2 separate regions of the Arabidopsis thaliana genome follow, and region 1 is linked to region 2. Evidence: chromatin contacts called from public capture Hi-C data. All regions are on one chromosome and are shown on one strand. The core of a region is the stretch at or near the end of the contact, and the rest is flanking DNA. Distances in the headings are between cores, read along the strand shown.

Region 1 (3,510 bases), core at 144-2,643, 160 kb before region 2:
ATACTAATTTATCTCATATTTATAAAGTTACCGCGATACATTATGATTTAACCTGGTTGTTAACATAGTAATCCAGTAGATAATCATCTAACTTATATATATTTTTACCCAATTGTTTGATAAATAAAGTAAATGATAATTCAAAATTTTAAATTGATATTTCACATTAATTTATATGATATGATAACTGGTTTAACACGATAAATATGCATTTAACACATAATATATAAAATTTTATCGCAATGAATTAGTTAACACGTTAATTAAATAGTTATCCAGACAAATCACAAAATGTTTTATGCAATCCGGTGATAAATAGTATCATATCTCATATTTTACCGGAGATCATGCAGCTTGAAAGGACAATTTTCTCTGTATCTTATCAAAGAAATTTGATCTTAAAAATAAATTTCTGAAAGTGCTCTATTATTTAGCCATTTATGAGGGTTTACGTGACTACAAGGCTATAAATTATTGAGTTTTAATTGTAGGTTTTGGCAAAATGGGGAATGGCAAATGGATCTTGTAACAACGTATAGTGCGGACGAACGACTTAGTTAGAAGCAAATGGATGTATAGTGTTCAGTTAGTTGATTAAAAATTAAAATTAATATTTTTCATTCTCATTAGTTTTTACTGTTTTTATATCTTTTTATGTTATAAATATTTATTATTTTTGTTTTTTTTTTTCTTCTTCACATTATATTTTGTATTTATTACAAAGTCAATTCAAATTAAAATATAATGATGCCAAAGGAAATTGCTTCTTTGATATCTTATACATATAATTGTTTTTGTGAAATCATAATTTAAATTCTCTGTATTTGAATATCAATAAATGACAAATCATTAAAAACAAAATTACTAAAAAGACATTGCAAAATAGTTTGCTAAAACTATTAGAATATAAGATATGTTTTAAAGTAATTATTTATAAATTTACTTAATATTAAGTTTGTTTTATTATAAATATAACAAAGAATGTGTCTCTCATAGATATTCAATATAATGATATTAAATATATTGAAAACAAATCATTGTATATTTCTTTTTGATTTAAAACTTTTGAATTTTTTAATATATAATGATACAATCAAATCAGATAAAAATAAATGTTGGATTTAAGTATAAAAGAAATGACAAATGTCAAAAGGAAAAGTGCTACATGTCAACTTCTCAAAGTATAAGTTTGAAGGAGAACCCTTATTTATCATTTTTTTTTTTTTTTTGAACAAACCCTTATTTATCATATAAGATCTTCAAATAAATAATAAAAGTAGAAAATAAAACCTAATGCATAGGATGTACGTATATATATATATATATATGTATATATTGAGAAAAGGTTGAAAGCAACACAGCCTGAACAAATTAGGGTTTTGACTACAAAAGATGGAGCAACAAAAACAGAAGAAGAGAAAAGTAGTCTCGAAAAGTAAAAGAACACAATCAAAATCAGCTTCGTCCCTTCCTCTGGATCTAACCTCGGAGATACTCTTAAGGCTACCTGAGAAATCTATTGCGAGGTTTCGTTGTGTGTCGAAGCTTTGGTTATCAATCACCACCGATCCATATTTCATCAACTTGTTCGAAACTCGGTCCCCACGGCCGAGTCTTTTAGTTTGCTTCATAGAAAATGACAAGTTGTTTGTGTCCTCAATTCCGCAACATCTTCATTCACTTCAGAATTCTAAAAGGTCTTACTCTTCTTCTCAGCTCTTTATCGTTATCATATGGAATTACCAGAAGGATGTAGTATTTATTCCTCTACGGAATCTGTCCAGGGCTTGATCTGCTTTAAGACATCAAAAATGCCGATAGTTTGGAACCCTAGCAAGAGACAGTTGATAACTTTACCCATACCCAGATTAAGCTGGAATAATATAATAGTTTTTCTAGGATACGATCCAGTTGAAGGTAAACACAAAGTAATGTGCTTGCCTTTTAGAAGAAGTTCTGATGTATGTCAAGTGTTAACATTAGGACCAGCTCAAGAATTCTCATGGATAACGGTAAAAACGTACCATAAGCATTGTTCTGACTATCAGAGTTCTGGTCGATGCATCAAGGGGGTTGTATATTATATAGCTCAAGTTTATCATACACATGCTTGGGTTTTAATGTGTTTTGATGTCAGATCTGAAAAATTCGACATGATAAAATTACATGCGGATATTTATAGGGAAATTCTCATAACTTATGAGGGGAGGATAGCTTGTGTTGAAAAACGTACCACGAAGGATGATTACATAGCATTGTGCATTTTGGAGGACGCAAAAAAAGACAAGTGGTCGAGTAAAGATATTCTTGCACCTTTTGGTCACTTTGATGAAAGATTAAGAACCTTTTTCCAACTAAAAGGTTGCACTCATGATGGTGAATTTATTTTCGTATCTTCCACGTTTCGAAAGATGGATTATATTTTATTTTTTGATCCGGTGAAAAAAACCTTTAGAAGATTCGAACTTAAAGAAATTGCAGACGACCAAGCTAGGGTCAATAATGGAGATCCATATGGACCTATATTTGCGTTCTGTGCTTTCTTGGATCACGTTGAGAGTCAAATGTCTTTGCAATAATTTTAATTTTTTTCTTTTTTGTTCTTCCTTTAGAATGATCATTTTTGCAAGTTTAATTATGATTTTTTTTTCTTATAAGTTCTCATCCCTTACTTTGATTCTATCACGTGTCATCTTCCTCCCTTGCCAATTCCCTACAGCATTTCACAAATTCAACATCAATCATTTAGTAGTAGTAACTCGATCCTTATCTTTCTAAAGACTTTTATTTATCTTTTTGGGCCCTATAAGTGAATTGCACCAAGATTACGCATATACCTGTTGGAACTTTTTTGACAAAACCTTTCCGGTGACTTTTCCGCCAAATTTCGACCAAACGGCTGAACGGAATTATCGGGACATTAGTGCATTGGAAAGCGGGTAAAGAGTACTACAAAATGGTATACTCATACGTCAAAAACGGAGTTGTATTGAATAAGAAATAAGGGTGTAAAGTGGGACACTTGGGCCAAACCTGATCGAACCGAACCGAACTAGGATGAGCCGGGCTGCGGGTTGTCGGGACGTCCCATCGTCGACTCAAGGGCTGTCGGGCTTGCGGACCGTCATGCTTGTGAGTTATTGGGCTTGCTGAGTTGAATCTTATGGAAATATTCTCAGAATAGTCTCAAAATATTCTTAGGATAGTCTCAAAATATGTCATGCATATCCTGAGAATATTCTCACAAAATCCTATTTTCCTCTACTATATAAAGAGACCCAGCCTCTCATTATTTCTCAAGCTCTCAAAGACAAAACACTCTAAATTCTAAAGTCTCTCCTCTCTCTTGCTTCTTAGAAGTAAGTTCTTAGTTTAAAAACATCATACTGCTTAACATAGATAATTATATAGGTTAAACAAAAGCTCGATAAACGCATCAATGGCATCAACTTCCGATTCGGGCTACATCTCTATGGGGCTCACTCTAAAGATCGCGAATCAAGATCTAAA
Region 2 (3,667 bases), core at 63-2,562:
CTGTCCAAGTCGGCGTAGTCGTTGATCCACGGCTCGTTTATGGCTTGGATATTCTTTAGCGCAGTCCATGAGTCTTCGTACGCTGTAGGAAGTGGATGTTCTGGTGCTAGTCTATGTCCAATAATTGATCAAAAAGATAATATAAAACAATTTTGATTATTGTTATGGTGGACACAACAACCAAATCAAACCAAAATAACTCAAACCCAATTTCTCTATAACTATATTAAGTTTTCAAAACCCTTATGTTTTTAAAAAGAGTTATCGAGTACCACGTCATCACTACACGGGAGGACTGTATTGCGGGTGACTTTTGAGATTGTAGGATTGACTTGCATAATTCATACTTGGAAGGTAAACTTGCAAACAAGATTGATTTGAATGGTTGTTTTGCAGAAAACCAAGTTTAATAAAGGATGAAATCAAACCAAAGCCAACCATTGGTAATCTAACCATATTAATCAAAATATTTCTAAAGTTAACTACTAAATATATAATTAATTTAAATATTTATATTATAATTTGCATTTTCAACCAAACTCAAATCCAAATGGAACCAAAATTTTCAAACCAAGCTAAAATGATCTAATAACTCGGTTTTATTTCGATTTTAACCCGAACTAAACCGAAAACAACAAAAATGCCTAGTTGAGTTTTAAATTCAATACGTTCTTGCATTCAACATTAAACGAATGCGAGCGGACCATGTAATATTGGGTTAAATAAGTCAACGTAAACCGGATTAGCTTTCGTTATTGACAAGACAGCGATGGCATTAAACCAATGCGACCGGACCATTCAAAATTGGGTGAAACAAGTCAACTTAAACCGGATTAATACCTGTAATTGACAGAGACGGCTATGACGTTAGCCTGATTGACAATTTTGTTAAGACTGGTGTGGTAAGAGGGGAAGGAAGTGGAGGAGATGAGAAATGCACCGCCATGAAAATAGAGCATGAGAGGAATCTTCTGACCGGGTTGAATCGAGAAGGGTCGATAGATTCGGGCAGATAAACCGGTTTTCGGTTCGATAATGATATCTTTAGAGAAAACCCCGGTTATTGGATCCAAACCGGGAGGACAAACCTCGGTTCCCGCTAGTCTCTCTACCGTTCCATCGGTGTGGACAACTAACCATGGAAGTAGCTCCAACGAGACTTGCTTCTTTGTTGATTCCATGGGAGAGAAAAAGAGAGTCAAGCTTTGATGTATATGTTTGGTAGAAAATTAAAAGTTGAAGAGAGAGCCAATATAAGACTTTTTGTTTAAATGATGATTTTCGGTACCAGCATTGAAATAATGATAGATTGAGACTAATAAAATATTCGTGTTTAACTTGTTTTGATTAGGTGACTCGAGTGATCAACGTGTTTGATCTTTCTAACTAAAATTTAATGATGCCACCAACCAATCGAAAACTATATAATATTCATTTTTTTGTTTTTTAGGTACAAATATAATATTCAGGTTTAATTGTGAAATTTTAGCCTATTAATCAAAAGGGTAAGAAAAAAAAAAAATAGTGTAGTTAAAAGGATTGAATTTGGTACCTTTGGGGCATGCAAATATAGGTTCCCCACTGTACCACAACATAAATAACTTATCACCTTCTAGATATATTATTGTAATTTCTACGAGACTACAGTTTCATGAGTTTTATAGTCTACACTCGGATATGAATCATACGAGGATCACTTTTTGCAAATTATATGTATAGACACTTACAATAACATAGAGTGATGGACCACATACAATATTCTTATTATCTTGGTAGTTCTCAAGGAATTCATTTAGATACAATACAATGATTTTCTTTAGGGTTTGGTGCAAAAAAAGCTTTAAAGTCGTTTATTTTTGTAACATTACTCTCTATTTTTGAAAAATGCGAAATAATTTTTCAAAGTAAAAAATAATATGCAATTTAGGCTTTATACATATATTATAAACGTTTTTTCGTTCACATACATTTGATTTTCAAAAATAGAAAGGTAAGTTGAACTTTTCGTCTCGAGTTCTTTGAATTGATATATTACTTATCAAATTTTAAAAAATATGAGAAAACTTAACAATAGCAATATTATGTATTATTTTTTACTTTATAAAATTATTCTGCAAATATTGTGAATTATTTTTTACTTCAAAAAATTATTTTGTATTCTTTTAAGATGAAGGATAAAGTTATAAAAATAGACGACTACAAGAATTTTTTTCCACAAATCTCCTTTTTATTCAGATGGTCAAACATGGTCAAATTGATACATAATCCACAGAAGTTGTAGAGAGATTATAGATGATGGACTCTTTGTATGTCATTCTGTTTTTTCAGACAGCTAAACGTTATTTAAAAAATAAAAATACAATGCATTAAAAACAACCATCCTCGACTTGTGCTCACGCAACGCTACCGTCTTCATCATTTTAACCTCTCTCGACCATTTTAACCTCTCTCGACCCTTTTTGTTTTTCATTTTTTTTAATTAATTATTTTCAAACTAACCGAACCCAATCAACTAAATTTACCCCTATTTAACTCAATTTTGACCAGAAAACCAAAAAGTTCGATTAATTTCGATAACAAAATAAAATAATAACATGGTTCTTAAACCCAACCCACACGAAGAATCGGACTGCCTTTTGGGGCCACTTGGCCATTGTGTCAACCGGGTTTGACCACAAGTCAATTAAAAAAAAATTATTTAATATATTTAATATTTAGAAAAGTTATATAGTTTATATTAAATAAAAATAAAAATAGTAATACCAAGTTTAACAAAAGTCTAACAATAATAAACAACTAAATTTTAATTAAATTTGATGAATACTAAATCATTGTAATATTCGATCGTCATTTTAGTCTAACAATAATAATCAATTAAAATTTTATTTATTATTTTTAAGTCCAACTAAAATCTAAAACCATAACAGAAATACTAGAGATCATTGATGACGAAAATAAACTAAGAAAACATCACGAATTTAAAATAATGAATTTTGTTTTTTCTCTCTCACAATTCTATTCATTCTTTAAAAGCGGGATTGTGAAGTCTTCACCAAATCTAAAACATTAAATGATGAAAAAGTTCTAAAAATAAGTGAATATAGTTTGAAACCCTAGATTCTATTCCAAAATCAAATGAAAATTTTAAAACCCATAGCCGGCCTGTTTTAATCGCTTCACCAGATCGCAAGTTAATGAAGGGTTTTTTTGTGGATTTTTCTGGTTTTAGATTGTCGAGTATTAGTTCTAAACCCAAATAGGAAAAATGTCCGGGTAGCGGATTACCATGTCGGACCGGACGGTCCGGATCAGGCGTGAAAACAATGCATGTAATCGTATTGTGTCTAATATAGTATTTTTGATTTGTAATAATTTGAAGAAAAAAGAGAGTGTTGTTATCTTTAAGTTTGCCCAAAATCTACAGTAATGTTCGATCATAGTCTTTAAAGAGAGTGTTGTTATCTTTAAAGTTACAACTTTGTAAAATTAGCATAGTCTTTAATATAAACGTATCTTAAACAAAATTATTAAATGTTGAAGTTAGTAACATATAACTATTAATTAATGAACAAATATCTTTTAGTGATTAACCTATAAAATCTCTTGTTTTCTTGTTTCATGTCATCAATCTTACATTCAATACTAAAAGTATTCTTACATCCATAAA

What was found. Capture Hi-C pulls out chosen DNA fragments and counts their contacts.
Region 1: a contact with region 2 is called in a capture Hi-C map of seedling, with 1.8 times the contacts expected there. A contact is called at or near these places in 1 of 26 Hi-C or Micro-C datasets (root) and 1 of 3 other capture datasets (seedling).

The regions. Positions count from the first base shown.
Region 1 is chr1:17,573,975-17,577,484 of TAIR10.1, reverse strand. It overlaps AT1G47765 (F-box and associated interaction domains-containing protein), which reads left to right and starts at 1,393. Exons shown (of 2, transcript NM_103670.1): 1 at 1,393-1,755; 2 at 1,785-2,579. The coding sequence starts at 1,393. The coding sequence ends at 2,579.
Region 2 is chr1:17,415,137-17,418,803 of TAIR10.1, reverse strand. It overlaps AT1G47480 (alpha/beta-Hydrolases superfamily protein), which reads right to left and starts at 1,312. Exons shown (of 2, transcript NM_103640.3): 1 at 841-1,312; 2 at 1-111. The coding sequence starts at 1,181. It overlaps AT1G47470 (ECA1 gametogenesis family protein (DUF784)), which reads left to right and starts at 3,654. Exons shown (of 1, transcript NM_103639.3): 1 at 3,654-3,667.